Regions from separate parts of the Zea mays genome. Here region 1 is linked to region 2. A link is a contact called in public Hi-C data. All regions are on one chromosome and are shown on one strand. Each heading gives the region's core, a stretch centred on a gene start, on an enhancer-like site or on the middle of the called end of the contact. The rest is flanking DNA. Distances are from core to core; before and after follow the strand shown.

The links. A called contact is a pair of places that touch in the nucleus more often than the background predicts.
Region 1: a Hi-C map of ear shows a contact between it and region 2, with 4 times the contacts expected there. The contact joins the promoter of LOC100279749 here to the promoter of not1 in region 2. A contact is called at or near these places in 10 of 25 Hi-C or Micro-C datasets (bundle sheath, ear, endosperm and 4 more).

What each region holds. Positions count from the first base shown.
Region 1 is chr4:47,112,459-47,117,911 of Zm-B73-REFERENCE-NAM-5.0, reverse strand. It overlaps LOC100279749, which reads right to left and starts at 2,215. Exons shown (of 3, transcript NM_001152707.1): 1 at 1,766-2,215. The coding sequence starts at 2,101. LOC100217069 reads right to left here. Exons shown (of 4, transcript NM_001143439.1): 2 at 5,209-5,290; 3 at 4,361-4,491; 4 at 3,741-4,280. The coding sequence ends at 3,939.
Region 2 is chr4:46,926,764-46,931,713 of Zm-B73-REFERENCE-NAM-5.0, reverse strand. not1 (neighbor of tga1) reads left to right here and starts at 3,455. Exons shown (of 3, transcript NM_001362260.1): 1 at 3,455-4,170. The coding sequence starts at 3,707.

The DNA.
Region 1 (5,453 bases), core at 966-3,465, 190 kb before region 2:
AGAAATAGTTTGGTTTCTTAAATAAAAAAGCAAAATAAATCAACTCTCTATCCATGAGGTATGGACTATAATGTTTCTTGAAATAATATTAACTAAACCAGAGCTTTTACAGAAGGGAACCTTGTGAAACAAAAGGAGATTTGGCATGGCAAATATCAGTTCCTGGCCTGAACCATTTTTTTTTCTGGAACCTTATCTTGATCTTAAATACTTCAATAGCACGAGTTATAGTGGCAACATGAACAAGAACACCTTTTGGAGCTCTAAGGAATAACATTCATTCTGTAGAAAATATAAGATAATAGCTATACATCTCTAGTACTTTCTTAACAAAGACGTAATCATGTGATGTCATTTAACATTTTGTACCCCTAAAACAAATCAACTATATTTGATATAAACAGAGTAATCAGTGCTGATGTTCTAGATTGCAAAATGCAAATTAAGGGAACAGAATAAGATACCACCTCTTGTGGCTGCAGTGACATGTTGGTCTGTATGGTTGCACAGGAATGATATTGTTTTTTAACAGAAAAAAAACAACTCCCCCTTGCAGGTTATCCATTCATGAGCTATCCTTTAGAATCCAGAATTCAAGGATACGGTTGTAGCAGTATCACGACGATTGGAACAGGTGGTGAAAGATATATTTACCCAGGCATATGGGTGACAATATAATATAAGGATTGAATGTCACTAGAGTATGCTCAGAATATGTTTAATGTTAACTTGTGTGCCTATCACTTAGGCGGAGACTGGGATATTATTCAAAGGCTGTGTATCAACTAGATGCGCTGATTTTGGGGTGAAATAAAATCTTTTTTTCTCGAAAAATAGAATAAGATACCACAGTTAAATCACTGTATGATTTACCCTGACGTCATAGGATTTACAGGAAATTTTAGATAATAAGGTACAGCTGGAGCCTGGAGGCACATGGAAAGCAAGATAGCGACCACATTGACAAGAAAAGTACGGTCTTAGTCTTACACAACAACTAACCATATACGATAGGTCCAATGCAACTTCGAGAAGTTCAGCATTATAAGAGTATCCATTTCCAAAATAACTGTACAGTTGTGCTTTTAATATGACACATATTAGTAAACGTCGAAGATTAGCTACAGCAGTATACTAAAACAAACGAAATTAGCCCATCTGTCATTTTCCAAGTGGAGTCCAAGTGCTAATCTGCATCCCCGACCCCGAGGCCCGAGGGCATGCAGTTTTTTGCATGGTTTGAAAAATGATTCGAGCGCTGGTAACACCATATGTTCTGAAACCATGTGAGCAAGAATATTTGACGTGGGTATGATCCTGACCCCTGAAACTTGAACCGCAGCGAAATCTGTATAACTGTATGTCTGTGTCGTCGAACCGAACATAATGGTATGACACTGCTACGATACAAAACCCGAAAGCTTGGAATTTCAACGACGACTGCATTTGGAAACCTAAAATTCCGACATATATTCCACAGAAGCATCGTGCACGATTCAATCAACAACAGTCGCGGGCAAGAAAAATTCACCCCATCAAAGAATATGTAAGGAAGTCTAAGCGTTGGTAGAGCGAGCACACGCGATCGCGACATGCAACCAATGCGCAACCGCGCACCGCGGCCAGCAGGGTAACGGGGGGAAAACCCATAAAAAAAGAATGGGATGGCAGCATGAGCATGGAACGTGTAGTAAAATAGAAACGGTTAAAAATAATAATTAATACAGCAATGAGAAAATGAGGAGACGTGGCGTGGGGATCTCACCGCCCAGAGCGGGGGCACGGGGACGCGGCGCGTGACGGCGAGCCAGACCCAGCCGTAGCCGACGAGGTTCTGCGCGGCGCCGACGAGGAGCGCGGCCCAGAGCGGGAGCACGGCGCAGAGCGTGCCGGCGAGGAAGCCGACGCTGTCGCCGAGGTCCTTGGCGACGCCGAGCCCGGCGACCTGGCGCTGGTTGTAGCCGAGCGAGGCCTTGATAACCGGCGAGAGGCTGCCGAAGAGGTAGCCGACCCCGGCGCACGACTGCATCCACATCGCCGCCACGAACACCAGCCACCGGTTCCGCAGGAACCCGCGCACCCGGCTCCCCACCTCCGCCATTGCGCTCGCGTTGCGCCCTGGCTGGCTCCCGGCAACGGACTCGGACGGAGCTCCGGGCGGCCCCCGGCGCCGCGGTACCCCGCGCGGCCGATTCGGAAAACGGACGAGGCGGCGGGCCCGGGAGTCCGCGGCGGACGGGCGGGGTTGGGATCTTCTCTGGGCCACGGACGGGCGCGACCGGATCGTTGTGCGGCAGGCTCCGGCACCGGTCGGCGGTCGCTGTGCTCTTTCGTGGGTTGCCGAATGCCGATAAGCGTGCGTGCGTGGGTCTCAGCCGGCAGCCCAGGCCCAGCGTGGCGGGTACAAAAATGACGGAGGGGACCGGCCGAAATCCGTGGGATTCGAGCTCGTCTCCGCTGTCGCTGTCGCGGTTTGGGCGGTCGGGTCGGGATCGGGCGGCTAGGGTGTGCGGGTAGGCCCGCCACACACCCCTGTGGTGATGTGGTCTCTGTGGAGGGATGGCGACTCGGCTAGACCGCCGCGAGACGAGGAGGCGACAAACACGGGCGTTGACACGCAAAGCCAAGCCTTTACCTCTGGTGCGACGTGCGGGCTTCACGCACGCCTTCACCCATGGGGTGTCGACACTCGCCATGCACGGCACAGCCCCCGTGCGCGGCCGCGGCAGTAGCTAGTGGCTCGCGCGATTGGCGACGCCGACGCGGATGCGCCGAGACGTACGTGTTGCCCGCCGGGGGAGAGACACCAAGCCGATGCGTTTGGTGTCAGCTGCCGCTTTGGCGCCGGAGCCACGGTGAGCCTAGGGGAAAGTTCCAACGCCGGTCTCAGTCGGTAGTCCACTTGACGCCGGAGAATGGCTGTTTGTGCCATCTGCGTCTTCTGCGGCGTCCTTTACCCTGCTGCCGTGCATGCTTCCTGTCATTTTCGCAGACGTCTCGTTGGTCGGGCCGATGTCATGACATACGCGTCATCTATCTTGTATGAGCACTAGATGATAATAAGGTCTAAATTTTACGCTATAAAATTTAAAAATCAAATCACGGTCACTGTTTTTTATTTATTTTTAAACTAAAATTTATTAAGGATTCTAACATTTAGATCGTTCATTACCACCCCTACCGACGATTGGGATTCCATTACAACGAACCACCACCGTTCAGAGTATAGTGGATGTGGATATAGATAAAGAAACTTATCCATAGAAACTTGAGTAGGGAGCTACATACTTGGTACTTGAATGTTTTCTAACATTTTTATCTAAGTTTTATGTGACATTTATATAGATATGAATGACCAACTAATTAGCCGGGATCTATATGCTTGTTAATTTAATGTTTTTATATGTTTTTTTCATCTATATCGCTAAAAAATTAGTTTACCTATTAGAAGTGATAGCCTATACATTTAAACATACCTAAGTTATCTATAGTTTAGCTGTTTATTTGAACTAAACGATTGTTTAAATGGACACTAATGATTAGACAAGATAAAATGGTTATCAAACAGACACAGGCTTATACAGCGCACAAACTAAATGATGATTAAACAACCGCGCAGGCGAACAATACGTTTTAGTTCGGAAAGCACTGGAGCGAGTGGGCAGCTCGTCTCCATTCAGGTACCAAGCCCCCGCTCGGTCCTCAGGTCGCCAATGATGTAACAGCAATAGAGGTATAGGAAATGTCCGGACAAACATAGGACATAAACTGTTGCTATGCAGCAAGCCAGCAAAAACGAAACAATGTTCAAATAGCCTTGACAGAAAAAGCAAGCATGATAAAATTATCTAAGCAAGCATGTTGTCCACAGATATCCGCTCAAGCTGCATGGCATACGATACATGCTTAAAAGAAAGGGGTGGTTGACAAAAATAACACTAAGTAGTCAGCTCCATAATGGCGGTGACGATGTCTCCATTAGAAGCTTTGAGGGCCTTGACCGCCCTGGGCCTCGAAACAGATGCCTGAGTCATCACCAGCTCGACATCCTTGGCCTCGACACCAGTTTCGTCAACCTCCTCCTCCTCGTTGTCCTCCAGGCCCAGGCCAGATGTCTCAGGCTTCGGGATCATTTGGCTCAGGTCAGGAGCCTTGAACTGCTCTGCAGCTTGGGTCTGCAGCTGGGAGCTGAGGTCCTCGATCTTCGCCTCGCCGAATATGACATAGGTGTCCGAGTTTGGGCTCTTGAACACATCTGGCTTCGAGATGACAAAAAGCATCTGGAAAAAATAGTCTGTTAGCCAAACAACACATAACATGTCAGTTTGTGAGATCTGAATCTGAGTGAATGATTGATTACATTCTTGCTTTTCTTCACAGTGACCCGGCTGACACCAGTGATGGGCTTCATGCCAAGCTTCAGCATGGCCTTGCGGCTCTTCTTCTCACTCCTGCTTTGCTTCGACTTGCCACTCCCATCCCCTTCTTGTCCTGAAGACGAAAATGTGACCAATACTTGTCAGAGCACAGGTATTGTAATTGTTCCACATATCAGAGAACCAGACAGTCAGTCAGGGGGGAACAACAACTCATGGTATAACATTTGTTTGCCCCACAGGCTTCTTGGTCACCAAATGAGATTACCTAATTAAACCATACAGTTTACTTGTCTATAAACGGTATTTGACTATGAACCTGATATATAAAACCCTGTACTTATGCAGTATAGAGCAAACATGTAAAACAATAACAACAAAAGCATCAACTCCCTACAAGTGTTCAAGGCAAGCTATACATGGTAAATTGGTAAGCTCTAAAGCATAACCTCAAAACTTTACATAATATACTCCAGGCCTTCATGATAAAGTTAACACTCTAAATTACATCCACATATCACTTTAGTGTGCCAAAAACAAAACTATGCATGCCCCTTGCTCCAACATGTACAGCATTAACAATTATACATCCAGACAAATGGACATACAGTAGCATCACTGAGGTGCCAAATCATTTCACAGATGTGAAATGAGGCAGAGGGCTGAAGAGTGACACTTAAAACATAAAAAACTATTATACAAAAATATAAGCATTACAAGCGTCAAGATATTATAAGACATTTATCTCATCGCTATTGACTTCCACAGAATTATGTTCTTATCACCAACCGGAATAATACTAAACAGAAAGTACAAGATCATAATAACTTACCATCCAGTTCATCATCATCCTTGTCATCATCATCGTCATCCTCATCATCCTCGTCATCCTCCTCCACCACAACCTCTTCTGCCTGTTCATGGCATTCAACAGATAAGTATGCCAGCATCAAGATAAGAATAGTTGGACGCCATTATCAAGAGAACAAACAGAAAAACAGCAAACATGATTAGAAAGATAATGGCATGTTGTGTAAAATGAATAACAAACCACACAGCCCGCATAACAACTACTAG
Region 2 (4,950 bases), core at 2,206-4,705:
AAGCCTTATAATGGGAAACTTGTTTTTGAAATTGTAAAGAACATTCATGTTGTATTCGGAAAGGGAAAAAACAAAGGAGAAAAGAGAAAGAGAACTGACCCTTCAACTTACATAACTTTCAAGAAGCAATCAATTTTTTCAAGTACCTCCCATACTGGAAGGATATGGAAATTTGCCACAGCATTGATTTGATGCATGTAACAAAGAATGTTTTTGACAACATCATTGGAACCTTGCTGGGCATGCCGAGTAAGACAAAGGATGGACTTAAATAATGCAATGATCTAGTAGATCTTCAAATCAGACCGGAACTTCATCCAGTGGATAGTGGCAAAGGGAAGCCTTACCTCCCCCCAGCTAGCTACAACTTGTCAGTTGAGGAGAGAACAAAGATTTGCAAATGTTTGCGTGGGGTCAAAGTGCCCACAGGTTTCTCATCCAATACCAGCAAACTAGTCAGGATGAAGGACTTGTCTCTATTTGGCTACAACTCTCATGACTGCCATGTGATGATGACGGTGTTCCTCCCAATTGCGGTAAGAGCCCTCAAAACAGAGCATGTAAAAGTTGTCATCACACGCCTGTGTTACTTTTTCAATGCGGTTTCACAAAAAGTAATAGCTTTAGAAGACTTGGACTATCTAAAGGCATACATCATCGAGACTATGTGCAAGCTTGAAATGTGTTTTCCTCCATCATTTTTTGATAAGCAAGTACACCTAATCATACATCTCGTGGATCAGATAAAAATATTAGGGCCACTATATTTACATCATATGTTTCAGTTGGAGCGATACCTGAGAGTATTAAAAGGTTATGTGCGAAATTGCGCTCACCCAGAGGGTTCAATCATGGAGGGATACACTACAGAAGAAGTGATTGAGAGCTGTATAGATTACATCAGTGACGGAACAATGATAGGTGTGCCTGTACCTAAACATGAGGGTAAACTATGTGGGAGAGGGAGAATGGGCAGGAAAACTTTTCGCGTTGAGGATTACAAGCTAGTACATTGTGCTCATGGTAGTGTACTACAACATCTCACGATAGCCGAGCCTTACATAGAGGAACACCTGGATGAGCTTCGTAAAGAAAATCAGAACCGCACAGAGAACTGGATCATGAGGGAGCACAAACATCGTTTCAGCGAATGGTTAATGGACAAAAACATCCCATTCGAAGACTCTATGGAAGAGAAAACAATGAAGAATTTGGCTTCTGGGCCATCGTGTTTTGTGACATCATGGCAAGCATATGACATCAATGGGTACACATTCTACACTAAATCAAAAGACATGAAAAGTGTTGCACAAAATAGCGGTGTTCGTATCGATGCTTTTGACCTACATGGATAGAAGACCACATATTTTGGATTCATAGAGGAAATATGGGAACTTGATTATGGCCCAAGCATGAAAATACCCTTATTTAAGTGCCAATGGGTACAACATCCCGTGGGGGTGATAGTGGATAACTACGGACTCACACTGGTAGACTTAAATAAAGTAGGATATAAAGATGACTCATGGGTTCTCGCCGAATGTGTTGCACAAGTGTTCTATGTACTCGATCCAGCAGATGAGAAGATGCATGTAGTTATTTCTGGAAAGCAAAAAATTGTTGGAGTTGAGAATGTGGGAGACGGAGATGATACAATAAGTATGAAGAGATGTTCGTCTTTAACGGTCCAGAGAGAATCAAGCGTGTGGAAAAGAAAATTGATAAGAACTTAAAGCCATACATGCGGAAAAATGGTAGTTCATGAAAAAATGTATGAATCAAATTGTATTTGTTAGCATGTATGATCGACTATGCATTGTGGTTGCCAATTAATTTAAAATCTCTCTAGTTATCTATGTGTGCTATTAAAATTCATTTAAATTGTATTTGCATATTTCTGTTAAAAATTAAATATTAATTCATTTAATTTGTATTTGCATATTTTTGTTAAAAATTAAATATTAATTCATTTAAATTGTATTTGCATATTTCTGTTAAAAATTAAAATATTAATTCATTTAAATTGTATTTTCATATTTCCGTTAAAAATTAAAATATTAATATGGTAATCAAATCACAATCACAGGCGGTTTTTCATTACGGTCCGTTTGTGAAAAGAATAGAGAACCACAAGCGGTCCGATACAAAAACCGCTTGTGATACTAATACATCATAGGCGGTCCGAATAGCCTGAGACATCCCAGGCGGTTTTCTAACCGAACCGCATGTGATGTAAAAAGACTACCGCTTGTATTGAGCCAAATTGTACTAGTGAAAACAAAAACGAAATCTGTAAAAAAAAATTGGAAACAAAAACTATTTGCGTCTTTTCTAACTTTTTTCGGAAATTACCGTATTTATTCGGTATTTTACTGTCGATAATAAGTTCATTATTTTTCAGAAAATTTTAAATCTGAACTAATCTTTATAAATTCATAATAAATCTATCTTAATGTAGAAAAAAATATAAAACTAATTTTATAATTTTTCCTAAAATCAAGATCTATAGTCTAATAGTATATAATATACCTTAGAGTTGTTTGAAACCTTTTTTTGATCTTATTTATAGTTTCTTACCAATTATTACTGTTGATACATATATTCATAATTTGCACGAGAACTTGAGAACTAAGAAGAACTAGGGGGACAATTTGTCACTTGTATTTGTGAGATATTGCTTTAATGGTTTTGTGAGGCATGCTTTAATCCTTCATGATTTTTTGAATACCTATATATTATTACTAATTTTTATGTGCATATACAACTTGTATGAATTTTTGAAGTCAATTGAAGGTGAATATTATATTTTTACCAATTGTATTTTAGATTCCATACGTTTATTTTTATACCAAAGTTTTGTTTTTGATGTCCACGAATTACTGATATCATTTCCACTTCTTGAGTTACCGTTTCCAATTTCATTTTTTTAAAAAATATAAAAATAAAAATACTTTTAATATTTATCACTGTTTCCGTCCTGCCTCCCTTGCTACAGTCGCAACTGTCTGTGTCTGCAAAGTACTGACTGCTCCCACTCCACCCCCAGTTCCGGGCCTCTTGGGCATCGCTTCTGTTGCTGCAAATCTTTGGGCCTGTTTGGTTCAGCTTTTTTCTGACCAGCTTTTCTGAGAATCTGGCTGTAGGAAGAATCTGGCTGTGTAGAGAATCTGTGTATCATTAGGATTACGTGCGGAGGAAGATAAAGGTGTCCATAGGACTCAGGATATAGAAAGTGACGGATTCCTACTATTGCAACGACTCAACCGATTATGTGTTTATGTTGATTTTGAATGATTTTTACTCAAACGAATTTTATAGAAGCTGACTGAAAAGCTGAGCGTTTGGCAGTCCACAACAGCTTTTGGTGGCCAGAAGCTCAAAAAAGCTGAAACAAACAGGGGCTTTGTTGCCTGCTGCTGCCTTGCTATCTATCTATACACCGCCCGCACCTTCCATTCCTCCTCCTCCGAAGCAGCAGGCAGCAGCTGCATCGCACCTCACACCTCTCGTGTCCATCGATCCAGCCGCCCGCCGCAGCTGCAGCTCTCACTGTTGCTGTGCCACCTCCTCGTCGCCTGTAGTGTCGACAGAGAAACGCCCGCTGAATGAGAGGGAAGGAACGGAAGCTGCAGCGGGCGCGCGAGTGCAAGGACTAGGACTAGCGGTTGCAACGTCGGCGCGCGCGCGCGTGCGGCGTACGTCGGGCATGGATTGGGATCTCAAGGCGGTGGGCGCGTGGGACCTCGCGGAGCTGGAGCAGGACCACGCGGCCGCCACGGCAGCAGCGGGGCCGTCCGAGGGCCACGCCACCGATACTGCCGCGGCGGGCACGGGCACGGGGACGGGGACGGAGAGCCGCCCGCCCGGAGCAGGGGCACCCGCCGAGTGCTCTGTGGACTTGAAGCTGGGCGGGATGGGCGAGTGCGAGCTCGGCGCGGGCGCGGCGACGGCCTGCAGGGAGAGGGAGGCCGCGGCGGGGGCGACGAAGCGGCCGCGCCCCGCCGGGCAGCAGCAGCAGCAGTGCCCGTCGTGCGCGGTGGATGGGTGCAGAGCGGACCTGAGCAAGTGCCGCGACTACCACCGGCGGCACAAGGTGTGCGAGGCGCACTCCAAGACCCCCGTCGTCGTCGTGGCCGGCCGCGAGATGCGCTTCTGCCAGCAGTGCAGCAGGTAATAGCCCTTGTTTGTTCGCCTTCTTTTCCCATGGGGGGCAGCCGGGCAGGTGTAGCTCGTCCCTGTCTCGTTTCAAGGATGCACGACTTTACCTTTTCCGGCTTGCCTTTTTCTCTCATTTGGTGTTTTTTTTTTTCTGAAAAACAAAGAAAGAAAGGAAAAAAACCTTCATTTGGTTCGTTTCGTTTCGTTTGCTCCTGTAGCGCTGTTACGCTTTTCCGTTCCCTGCGGTCGCTGCTCCTGCAGTCCCCACACAGCAAACTGCTCAGCAGCGTTTCCTTCACTCTTCTCTCTGACGCCCTGATGCGAATTAAACATCTGCTGCCATTGCCAAAGTCTGGGCTCTGGAGACGGGGCGGATCCACGGACACGTGAGCTCCTGCCCTTGCTTTTCCGCGAGCGGATTCTTTCTTTCACGGCCTTCGGCGACGGGATGTCCCCCGGCCCCTACTCTGCCAGTGCCATTTTTTCTTCCTCGGCGTCGGCGCTGATTGCTTCCCGGCCACAGCTCGCCACCGCCGCCACGGTTTGGCGTGCCGCGTTGAGCGAGACAGGGGTGTACTCCCCAGCTTTGGCTACCACATCTGCTAAAGCAGCTGTCTGTCTGTACTACCTGCGTACTGTGTGCGTATTCTGTAGTACGTATGAAAGGTAAAGGCGGCGTAGCGCTAGTCGTATCTTATCTCTGCAGAATGTTCGTAGCAGTACCCACTGAAAGATGATAGTTGCATCGTGGATCTAGATGTAGCTAGTATCCTACAGTAGCCCTGTACACAC